2 separate regions of the Macaca mulatta genome follow, and region 1 is linked to region 2. Evidence: chromatin contacts called from public Hi-C data. All regions are on one chromosome and are shown on one strand. The core of a region is the stretch at or near the end of the contact, and the rest is flanking DNA. Distances in the headings are between cores, read along the strand shown.

What was found. A called contact is a pair of places that touch in the nucleus more often than the background predicts.
Region 1: a contact with region 2 is called in a Hi-C map of fetal cortex germinal zone, with 2.6 times the contacts expected there. The contact joins the enhancer-like site here to the promoter of SPRED2 in region 2. A contact is called at or near these places in 2 of 14 Hi-C or Micro-C datasets (fetal cortex germinal zone and liver).

Annotation. Positions count from the first base shown.
Region 1 is chr13:59,405,052-59,411,294 of T2T-MMU8v2.0, forward strand. No RefSeq gene overlaps it. Among named protein-coding and RNA genes, the nearest start is that of ACTR2, 63 kb to the right of the region's middle. Within about 2 kb of position 3,015, at least 6 of the 40 cell types and tissues checked have an H3K27ac peak or open chromatin away from gene starts, as enhancers often do. A contact at or near this core is called in fetal cortex germinal zone, where this site is marked.
Region 2 is chr13:59,259,803-59,265,637 of T2T-MMU8v2.0, forward strand. It overlaps SPRED2 (sprouty related EVH1 domain containing 2), which reads left to right and starts at 2,576. Exons shown (of 6, transcript NM_001261100.1): 1 at 2,576-2,977. The coding sequence starts at 2,952.

The sequences.
Region 1 (6,243 bases), core at 1,765-4,264, 150 kb after region 2:
ACCATCAAATGAAAATTCAACTACTTTTCATAAGTTATATTATGTTCAAAGGCAGAGAGCAGACTCTCCCCACTTAGAAAAGTGTTTATCCCTATTAGAAAGCAGAAATTCTGGCCGGGCGCGGTGGCTCAAGCCTGTAATCCCAGCACTTTGGGAGGCCGAGACGGGTGGATCACGAGGTCAGGAGATCGAGATCATCCTGGCTAACACGGTGAAACCCCATCTCTACTAAAAAATACAAAAAACTAGCCGGGCGAGGTGGCGGGCGCCTGTAGTCCCAGCTACTCAGGAGGCTGAGGCAGGAGAATGGCGTAAACCCAGGAGGTGGAGCTTGCAGTGAGCTGAGATCCGGCCACTGCACCCCAGCCTGGGCGACAGAGCAAGACTCCGTCTCAAAAAAAAAAAAAAAAAAAAAAAAGAAAGCAGAAATTCTTCCTTGTACCTCACATTATGCCCCTCCACTGGCTTCTCATCTCTGACTAAAAATCTGAAGTTCTTACCTTGACCTTCCAGTCCTAGGAGACCTGGCCCCCACTCACTCTGACCTCATCTCCTAACACGCTCCCCCTCTTTTATTCCCTTGAGCCACAATGTTCTCGTGTTCCTCTTCGTTCCTGCCTCAGGACGTTTGCCCTTGCTGTTTCTTCTGCCTGAATGCTCGGCCCTGGGATCTCCGCCTGGCTTTATCCCTCACTTCCTCCTAGTCTCTGCTCACATGTCACCTCTTTAGAAAAGGCTTCCCGGATCACTTTATCTAACAGAGTATCCCTCTCTCAGCCTTTCCACCCACACTTCTTGTTTACCATACTTTATTTATCTCCATAGTCCTTAGCTGACATATACATGATATAGTTATTACATTTGTCTGTAGTCTGTCTCCCCCAGATTTTATTTTACTGACTTTGGAATCCCCAATGCCTAGAACAGTACCTGGCACATAGTAAGAATTCAAGAAATATTTGTTGAATTAAATAAGTAAATTTATCCAGCAAATATGACTGCCCCAAGTTGCCACACTCCATGGATATTCCCTCGAAGTAAGATTTGATTGGCATGAGCTGCAGAAACAGGATAGAGTGCTGAAGCTGGAAGAGACCTGGGATCACTGACTTCTGCCCTCTCTCAGGGCTGCTTGGGCACACAGGGTGTAAACCTACAGTGAGGCCTGGGGCTTTCCCGTGATCTTAAGGAGGCTGCCTTGATGGGGGAGATGCCCAGCCCAGTGACTGCAGTGTCTTCTCCAACATCACTGGGCAGGAGCACGAGGGAAATTCCATAGGCAGTGAGAGCTGCCCGAGAAAATAAACGGGAAACCCAGGTTCTGCGGATCTCTTATTTCTCAGGGCTGCAGGTGAGTTTCCGTGCGTTGTGATTCTCCGAGATGGAATGACTGTACATCTCATTTCTCACACTTTTTTTTTCTTTTTTTTTGAGACGGAGTCTGGCTCTGTCGCCCGGGCTGGAGTGCAGTGGCCGGATCTCAGCTCACTGCAAGCTCCGCCTCCCGGGTTTACGCCATTCTCCTGCCTCAGCCTCCCGAGTAGCTGGGACTACAGGCGCCCGCCACCTCGCCCGGCTAGTTTTTTGTATTTTTTAGTAGAGACGGGGTTTCACCGTGTTAGCCAGGATGGTCTCGATCTTCTGACCTCGTGATCCGCCCGTCTCGGCCTCCCAAAGTGCTGGGATTACAGGCTTGAGCCACCGCACCCGGCCTCACACTTTTTTTAAAAGCCTTTTTTCTGGTGAACCCCTTCTATGGGTTTTGTCTTTCCAGGGACACATTTGGGAAAACGCTGCTTTTTTGCCTTTTTTCTGGCTGAAGCGCCTTCTGAACAGGCGTGGGGAAGCTGCAGGGGTCATTTGCTTTTGTTACCTAAAGAACCCAGAGACGGGACTTATCCTTTCCATACGGCCAAGGCTTGCCAGTTCCTTCCATCTTTTAGAGGAACCCTAAAGCATACCCTTTTCTACATTCTGCCAACCCCAGGACCCCCCAGACCCAAAACGGCTCCCTTCAGTCTCTGCTCCAGCCCCCAACACTTGTCTCACCAGGCCCAGCCTTTCCCTCTGGATGTGCTTGCAGCCCGCCCATCCTCCCACCTACCTCCTGAGGCCTGGCTTGGAGGTTTTCCTCCTTCCAGGAGCCCAACGCTGCCTCCAGGGTAGAGAATCATCCTGGAAAGGCCTCCTTCTCCCTGCCTGACGGGCAGCCCCTGCTGAACTCCACAGCGGCAGTGGGGAGCCATTTAAATAGCTGATGCAGGGTGGGCTGGTGGCTATTGCCTGTAATCCCACACTTTGGGAGGCTGAGGTGGGAGCACTGCTTCAGCCTAGGAGTTCAAAACCAGCCTGGGCACTATAGCAAGAACCCTGTCTCTAAAAAAGAAAAAAGAAAAAACTAGGTGATCTGCATCTGAAAGGAGATAAGCAGGATCCTGAGCGGTATACTGTGCAGTATCGAGCTTGGTAAAATAAGGACGTGCGCACTGTAGACATGTTCATGCATATCTGCACAAGGAAAGAAAACGCATGGAGGTGAGGGTGTCGGTGGCTAACTCTGGGTGGTGGGATTTGGGGTGATTTTTTTTTCCCCTGCGTTGCTTAGCTGTGCTTTTAAATTTTATTTTTTCACTTATGCTTGCAACAACAACAAAAACTCATGCTAAGTGTCAATAAATCGGCAGCTCTTGTTTGGTTCTTCACTAGCTGTGTGACCTCAAAGTACTTAACCTCTCAGGCTCCTCATCTCAAAGACATCCCACCTCCCTCCTCCTCTGAGATGCTGCGGGATTCATCTCTTTCCCACAGCTAGATTGAAAGCAGCTAGAGAGCAGGCGGTGAGGGTCTTCCCCTCTACCGACTCCCGTTTCCCCGCATGCCCATGCGGTGCCTGGCGCGCTGCAGCACAGTGATTTTTGTATTATTGCAGGTGCTAAATAAATCCTCAGTGACTGAGCCTGGAGCCAAACACATTTATCCTTGTCATCCGTCCAATTCTGTGCGGCTGGGATGGAGCCCAAGGCGCTGGGGACTACATAAATCTGCTCTTTGGGCCCCACCCATTTCTTCGCCAAGCAGATGTGGTAGCCGGCAGCCAAGGCCTGGGGACTTGGCGCTGGGCTGAGAGCGGGACGAGCTCCAGGTCCGGTGAGTTGGAAGTCTCGGAGAAGGACCGACTGGCTTTACCTCGCCTCCCCTGCCCAGGAGGTGTGTGAGCAGGCTTTGGCAGCGATTTCTCCAGAAGGAAGGGATAAAGCCCTGACCAGGTTCAGAGGCCGTGCCTGGGCTCAGTCCTGCCCTGGCTCCTTCGCTCCTTGCTGCTGTGAGCCTGGGCAGTGGCTTCGCTGCTCTGGGCCCCACTTTCCTCGCTCATTAGCAGGGCAGTGGCACTCTATTTTGGAATCTCATGAGAATAAAACGAGATGCATAGACAACCTGCACATAGCAAGTGCTAATAATTACCATCTCTTAAAGTGGTTTGAAGGTCCAAAGCCAGTCCCTAATTGAGTAGCCCCCAGGTAGCTCAAAGTACATGGCTGACTGATTTAAGGCCTGGAGCCTTCCCCAGTGCTAACCGAGCTGCCATAAGTAACTCATGGAAAGCATGCTCCAGGTCTGACATGGGCGGGGCCCATCCTACTGAGATACAGTATAGCCTCAAGTGGATTTATTAACCCAAAGAAACTAGCAGCACAACTTGTGCGCCGACACCTGCTAGTCACTTCATACGTCATGATCCCCTTTGCACTGAACGGGACATCCATCTAGGCACAGAGAGGATAAGGTTCTGTCCAAAGCCACAGAGCATGGTAAGTGGTGGAACCTGGGTCCAAATACTGCAACAAGAGAGTATCTCTGCTTACCCCTGTTTTGTTTTGCAATCTCTGGAATTTTCCATTCCATTTGTTTAACGCCACTTGTAATGAAGTCCTCCTCATGCATCTTGAGAAGGCATGTGTGCTCAATGGTACGGTATACAAACTCGCTTCTCCCACGTGCTGGCAACACTAAGTGCCACACCTTGAAATAATTCTGAGACATTCTTCTCAGGATGTTTGTGGCATGAGGAGGAAGTCCTTGGTGCCTTCGTGCAGCTGTGTTCCTCTAGGATAGGAATTGTGATAAAGACCCAGGGCTGGGTGGTGACTGAAACTGGAGTGGTTTCTACCAAATCCTGTGAGCAATTTAGACTCCCGTGGGTGTTCCCTAATCAGTCACCATCAGACTGGGAGAGAGCAAATATTACCTGAAATGAGGCCGCTTGGTGGAAGACACTGGAGAAATACAGCTGGAAAGATGGACACTCTGTACTTCAGAAACACCGGAGTTTCACATTTGACCTCCGGCTTTCATGTGAAATGAAGGGACAGAACACTTTTCCAACGTTATTTTCTCTTTACATGAGTTCAAGGGCTGTGGTGAAAGTGAGGAATCCAAAGTTTACCCAGACTACTTCTTATTTTGATTTATGCCCGTGGTTTATAACTTTTTATAATAAATATTTTGTAAACTCCCTTTAACATCCCAAATGAAATTCATGGACTACATCACCTCTCTATACACTTTTTTTTTTTCGAGACGGAGTTTTGATCTTGCTGCCCAGGCTGGAGTGCAATGGGGCGATCTCGGCTCACCGCAACCTCCGCCTCCCAGGTTCAAGCAATTCTATTTCCTCAGCCTCCTGAGTAGCTGGGATTACAGGGATGCGCCACCACGCCCAGCTAATTTTGTATTTTTAGTAGAGATGGGGTTTCTCCATGTTGGTCAGGCTGGTCTCGAACTCCCAACCTCAGGTAATCCACGTGCCTCAGCCTCCCAAAGTGCTGGGGTTACAGGGGTGAGCCACCGTGCTGGGCCACACATTTTTAAAATTTGGTGTAATACCCTAACCCTAACACAGGGTTTCTCAACCTCAACACTACTGACATTTTGGGCCCCTTTACTCTTGTGAGGGGGCTGTCCTGTGCATTGTGTGGACATTCGGCAGCACCCCATTAGATGCAAGAAGCACCTCACCCCCAGTTCTGGCAACCAAAAGTGAGTGTCCCAGGGTGAGGTGGGACAAAATACCCACAGCTGAGAATCACTTCTTTAACCTAAAAGAGAGATAGAAAAAGATAACAAATAATAAAATAACGTGTACTTTAAAATATAAATGCTCAGGCATGGCTGAACAGCAGGACACAATGAAGCCACCAGAGGCCTGCGCCTAATGATAATGAATGGGTTTGGATTTAAGGGAAATAAGAAGATCGGAAGCTATTTGTACAAGAAGAATAAAAAAATAAAAGAACAGGCCGGGCGTGGTGGTTCACGCCTGTAATCCCAGTACTTTGGGAGGCCGAGGCAGGTGGATCACCAGAGGTCAGGAGTTCGAGACCAGCCTGGCCAACACAGCGAAACCCCATCTCTACTAAAAATACAAAAATTAGCCGGACGTAGTGGTGCACGCCTGTAATCCCAGCTACTTGGGAGGCTGAGGCAGGAGAATCGTTTGAACCCAGGAGGCAGAGGTTGCAGTGAGCCGAGATCGCACCACTGCACTCCAGCTTGGGCAACAAGCAAGACTCTGTCTCAAAAAACAAAACAAAACAAAAGGCTGGGAGCAGTGTCTCATGACTGTCATCCCAGCTCTTTGGGAGGCCAAGGCAGGCAGATCACAAAGTCAGGAGATTGAGACCATCCTGGCTAACACAGTGAAACCCCATCTCTACTAAAAGTACAAAAAAAATCAGCCGGGCGTGGTGGTACATGCCTATAGTCCCAGCTACTTGGGAAGCTGAGGCAGGAGAGTCGCTTGAACCCGGGAGGTGGAGGTTGCAGTGAGCCGAGATCGCACCACTACACTCCAGCCTGGGCAACAGAGTGAGACTCTGTCTCAAAAAAAAAAAAAAAAAAAAGAGCAGAGGTATAAATGGACGTTAGAATAAAAACTAAAAATTAGTGTTAGGCCAAGTAATAACAGAGAACACTTATCTGTATATAAAAGAAAGAACAAAATAACCTTATTTAAAATAGAAATACAGGTTGAGCATCCCTATTCTGAAAATCCAAAACCCAAAATGCTCCAAAATCTGAATCTTTTTGAGTGCTGACATGATGCCACTCTGGGAAATTCCACACCTGACCTCATGTGATGGGTCACAGGCAAAACACAGTTAAAATGTTATTTTTCATGCACAAAATTATGTAAAATGTTATATAAAATTAACTTCAGGCTATCTGTATAAGGTGTATGTTAAA
Region 2 (5,835 bases), core at 1,326-3,825:
ACCTGCAGAAATTAATAATCACCTCGCCTGCCACCTCGCCATTTGTGTACCTTGAAACTGGAGGGTGGAGCCCAAGAGATGCCCATAGGGTGGATAATTTTGACATGGGTAAGTGCTTGTGTTCTGGGAAGTTCAGGAATAACAGGGTGGGATCTCTTTCAGCACTCCCAGGGAGAAAAGCAACCGTGGCTAAAGGTGAGACCTGGGTGAGAGCAACCATGGCCAAAGGTGAGTCCTTAGCCTTCTGGGGATTTAAAGGACAATGAGATCTTGGCTTTGGTTAGTACTTTCTCACCAACTCTCAATGACCTCACAAACTGATAGACAAGCTTGGCCTTGTTATTCCTGTTTTATAAGGAAACTCACTTGGGGTCTCAGGACTGCTAGGAGAAAACCAGAACTAAGCTGTTCCATCCTCTGGTTCATGCCCTCCCCACCATCACACATCACCAGTGTGAACCCCACTCCATGTCCGCAGACATCATGGCTGTGATAAGCACAAAGCCCGGAGTAAACCATCAGTTTCTCCCTGACTCAAGGTGAAACTTTTTGGAGGATTTGTGGCTCCTAGATGCATGTAAATTTTAGGAATACTAAATGTGAGGCATTTATTTATTTGTTTAGAGACAAAGTTTCTTCTTGTTGCCCAGGCTGGAGTGCAATGGTGCAATCTTGGCACACTGCACCCTCTGACTCCTGGGTTCAAACAATTCTCCTGCCTCAGCCTCCGGAGTAGCTGGGATTATGGGCACCCACCACCACACCCAACTAATTTTTGTATTTTTAGTAGAGACAGGTTTTTGCCATGTTGGCCAGGCTGGTCTCAAACGCCTGACCTCAGGTGATCCGCCCACTTCGGCCTCCCAAAGTGCTGGGATTACAGGCATAAACCACTGCGCCCAGCCTGAGGCAAATATTTAATCTCTTAACCTGATGTTCAGTGGTTGCTATTTAGTTAACATCATATCTGGATTGTCCCGTGGACATTCAAGAGGATGGAAAAGTCTACTATGTTTGGAGAGCAGCAAGGGATAGGGACTATGTCCCTTGTTTCTTTTTCTTTCTTTCTTTCTTTCTTTTTTTTTTGAGATGGAGTTTCGCTCTTGTTGCCCAGGCTGGGGTGCAGTGGCGCAATCTTGGCTCACCGCAACCTTCACCTCCCGGGTTCAAGCGATTCTCCTGCCTCAGCCTCCCGGGTACCTAGGATTACAGGCACTCGCCACCACGCCCAGCTAATTTTGTATTTTTAGTAGAGACGATGTTTCACCATGTTGGTCAGGCTGGTCTCGAACTCCCAACCTCAGGTGATCTGCCCGCCTCGGCCTCCCAAAGTGCTGAGATTACAGGCGTCAGCCACTGCGCCCGGCCGGGGCTGCCTCTTAACGCGAGAATTTCCATAATTTCTACGGAAATGCAAACGTTTCTGGGCTGTGCTGGGCTTTGCACGAGTAATGATTCTTAAAAACATCCGTTCCTTGGCCGGGCGCGGTGGCCCATGCCTGTAATCCCAGCACTTTGGGAGGCCGAGGCGGGCGAATCACGAGGTCAAGAAATTGAGACCATCCTGGCCAACACGGTGAAACCCCGTCTCTACTAAAACTACAAAAATTAGCTGGGCGTGGTGGCGCGCGCCTGTAGTCGCAGCTACTTGGGAGGCTGAGGCAGGAGAATCACTTGAACCCAGGAGGTGGAGGTTGCAGTGAGCCTAGATCGCGCCACTGCACTCCAGCCTGGGCTGGGGACAGAGCGAGACTCCATCTCAAAACAAAACAAAAATCCGTTCCTCTATTGAGACAAAAAAGGAAAAAAAATCACAAGATTCACGTGAAACGGAAAAGCCTCTGCCTTTCAGAACCTTGGTAAAGTCGAACCCCCTCTCCTTTCTGGTTGGGTTGGGTTAGAGAAGCCAGCCCCTGGCACCTGCGCCGCCCCTACCTTCCCACCCTGCGGTGGGGGTAGTTGTTCCTCTGAGCCTGAGCACCTCTTCAGCTGTTTCACTCCCTCCCCTCCCTTGAGTTTCGCATCTCCGCCCCCGCCCAACCCCCCGATTTTTAATCTTGGGGTTTGGAAGGAGGGAGGGGGCAAAAACGGGAGCCAGATGTGTAAGAGTCCTCCGCTCCCGCCTCCTCTCTCCTCTCGGGCTTCCTAAAACCCGGAGCCCTAATCAAGGAGGATTCGGAGCCAGACGGTCGCGGCGAAAGCAAACAACTCGGCTCCGCGGCTCCCCCGGGAGTGGAAGCCAGGAGGGAGGGGGAGAGGAAGCCGGGCGTGCTCAGTAGGCGGGACAAAGTTTTTTTTTTTTTTTTCTCCCGTTTTTTTCGGTCGCAAGTAGGAAGCTTTTTGCACTCCACCACCTCTGGCCGCTGGGAAGACGTCATCGCTTCCGCCCTACTTCCTCCTCCTGTTGGCGGCGGTGAGAATCCAATATGGAGTAAATCGGTGGAGTCGAGAGATGGGGCTCGGACGGGGCGCCCTGCACTGCCTCCCAGGCGCACCTCCCCCGGCCGCCGACCGCTCCCCGGAACCGTGATTGGCCCGGCCCCCCGGGGGCGACCCCGGACCGAGTCCCCCCACCCGCGGCCGGCGCTCTCCTCCTCCTCGCAGCAGTCCCCGCCGCTCCAAGGCGCGCTTGTTTTTCTCCTGCTCTCCCCCACCGCCGTCCCCTTCCCAAATCTCGCCCCCTTTGCCCGCTCCCGAGCCCCCGGAGCCTCCGCCCGCCTCTCCCCACGGCGCTGCGGCGTTCACTCCCCTTGCAGCCTGCCTTTGCACCCCTTCCCCCAAACCTCACCCCGCTCCCTGCTTCCCCTTCTGCTGCGGCGCCCCCATCTCTAGCCGCCCCCCCTCCCCAAATCAGGCGATCTCCGGAGATGTGAAGAAGGGGGGCGAGCGGACAGGAAGATGAAGGGAGCAAAGCTGCCCGCCGCGGGACAGGCGTCTAGGTGAACAAGAAAATGACCGAAGAAACACACCCGGACGAGTAAGTTTGGTCGCGGGGTGGGACGAGGGTGCCCCGCGGGGGCAGCGTGGGGGCCGGGGCTGAGGATGCGGGCGGGGACGCTTATTGGGTGAACTTGGCGTGGGGTGCAGCGACTCGCTGACCTGTCGGGGTTGGGACGCGAGGCTTCCCTGCTTGTTGAAGTGAGGAGGGGGCAAAAACTGCTGCGGGCTGGCGGGCGCACGCCTAGGGTCGGCGGGCTGGTGGCCGCCCCGGGGGCCAAGGGCGTGCGGGTGACCTCCGGGCGGTCCCCGCTCCCTCTCCGAGGACTCACAGCACCCCCCCGCCCCCGAAATCCTCGGCGGCTGGAGCGGAAGACCTGACACCCCCACTCCGGCTTCCCGGGGCCGGTGGGTTTTTGCACAGTGACTTTGTGACTCCCGCCGCGCCGCGAGCCCCGCAGTCCGCTCCTGAGCCCACTGGGGCCTAGGCTCCGCCATTTCGTTTTCTTGAATCGCTCTCATTTGCATACCACATTTTCATTCATAAAAAACACGGCGGAGCGAGAGGAGGACGGGCGCGGGCTGCGCTGGGGTCTGGTGCGCCAGGGTCCCCGCGCGGGCCGGCGTGCTGGAGCCGCCCGAGGGGCCCCGCGGTGCGTGAGTGCCTGTGCACGCGCTTGTGGTCGGCACACGCGTCCTGCGGGGTCAGGCGCCTCGGGGCGGACCTAGGCGAGTGCGGCGGGGGCGTGCGGGGCAGCGCTCTGGGGGCGAGTGTGTGTGTGTGTCCTCGCGGGTGCGCGTGCACGGGCTTGTGCCCGGCCCGCAGGCCCGAGGGGAACAATGCTTGGGGCGCTCCGCCGGAGGGATCCCGGGCAGCCCCGCGCGGGACCCGTGACTGTCGCCAGCCCGGGGCGGAGGTGCAGCTGCCTCCTGCCTCGCGGTCCAGGGGTCCAGTTTGGCATTTTCTCTTCCTGGTCCGAGGCGTTTTCTGTTTCGGGTGCGACGGGGGCGGGGCCGCGGGGCCCGACACCTCAGGTCTTCTGCCTGGGGTCCGAGCGGTCATCGCGCGGCGGCCGCCGCTGCTGCTCAGTGGCTGTGCCCGCCACCAGCCACTTTTTTTTTTTTTTTTTTTTTTGTGAATAAGACGCTCTCCTTTATTGTCACATGATATCCCTCCCCTCCTCCCCTGCACATTCATAAATCCGGAGTCTGCATCGGTTCCTTTCATTCAGTGCTGCCATTAGCCAAGGTAGTGGCGGCGCGGGCTTGGGCTCAAAGAGCCGGTTGGCAGCCGCGGGGACGCGCCCTGGAGGGAGGCCCCGCGCGCGTCTTAGCAGTGGAGTGCGGGCTGCGGGAGGCGTGCTCCAGAGGCCCCAGGTCTTTTGCCCCCCGCAGGCATTGGGCCTCAAGAGTGCTGGGAGGGGAAGTGACTCAGGGCTGGGCGACAGGGAGGCTTGTCTCTTGCAGCAGGTGACAGTGTTGTGCTCTACTCTAAGAAATCTACTCACTTTATTAAATATACCCCCTTTATCCTTTGGCGTCTGCTGTTGCCAGTCTGGGCGGGAATGGGGCTGCTGTTTGGGGAAAGGAATTTCAATTTCCTTCCTGTGAGTCCCCAGGGAACTTTGACTGCAGTAACCCCTGATCTTCCAGACACCCGTCACAGGAGAGGATCCCTGCTGGTGTGCCTGTCGCAGATGTCCCACCACATCTGCTGGTGTTTCTATTTCAGACGTTTTGCTTTGTCTTCGTATATAGCATCTTAAAATGGTAAAATGAAAAAAAAGTTGCGCTTTTAGCGCTGAAATATAGAGAAGGATTATGCTTCTGGGCCTTGCTGCCTTGTGAACGTGGCCAATAAATCAGTATTTTTATGGGCCCTCGATTGTACCTGCACACAGAGTAGCAGCAGTGGCAGTGAGGTTGGTTGCTGTGCTCTGGCCTTGCAGATTCTTGGAGAGGTTTGACCGCTCTACCTTGGCTCCACTCCTTGGGAATACAGGCCTGACCTGGCCCTTTTTGTGGCAGCTTGTCAGCCTTGCATCTTTCTCCATCTGCTATCCAAAGCAGAAGGATTTCGAGTGGGATCACCAGCGAGGAAAGAATAGTTCCATTTTAGGCTCTCAGAGCAAGTTCAGCATGAAGCTGCAGCCTCCACTGCTGTCACAAGTCCAGTTGAGAGGATAGATATTTGAGGAGTTGTAGTTTCACTTAGAGGCTGAGAAAGCCTTGGCATCTTAGCCACTGAAGAAATGGGCTATAGGGGTTATTTTTAATGTGATGACCTTGGCACGAGACTTTACATGCCTGAGAAGAAAGCGACTTCGTGGGCTGTAAACTGCCATGGTAGCTACCGTCTATTATTATGTTCAACGTACCTGTGTAATGACGCATCTGAAAAATTCCTTTTAAGTGTTAGTGACAGTAAGGTTTCTCTCTCTGAATTACAGAGCTTGCTGTGATTGCTTTTTTGTTGTTCAGGTGTTGTTTGCTGCCACTGTCTTTAAGTCCAGAGCTAAAATTATTGTTTGATTAAGGTAGCCATATTTGCTTAGGTTCTTGCTAGATTCCTACTCTGGGTGAATTTTGTTCTATTTTTTTCTTGTAATGATTTTATGTTTGAGGTCTCTCAGATACCTTTTGGAACCAGGCAGGGGTTGTTACTTAAGAGAACTGTGGCATCAAACTGGAGACCTAGGGAAGATGTATTTGTACTTTTGGTAAAATAGACTTGATAGTCTACATATAGTAAAGCTTTTGTGGAATGGTCCAGATAATATGTTTCATTTAGCATCAGAATGCAGTAAATCAGAATCTTGCAAATGGTAAAACTGTGCTTAATTTAAAAACAGTTTTGTTTTCTAATGTTGTTTTCCATGTCAATTTAAAGTTCTTCTA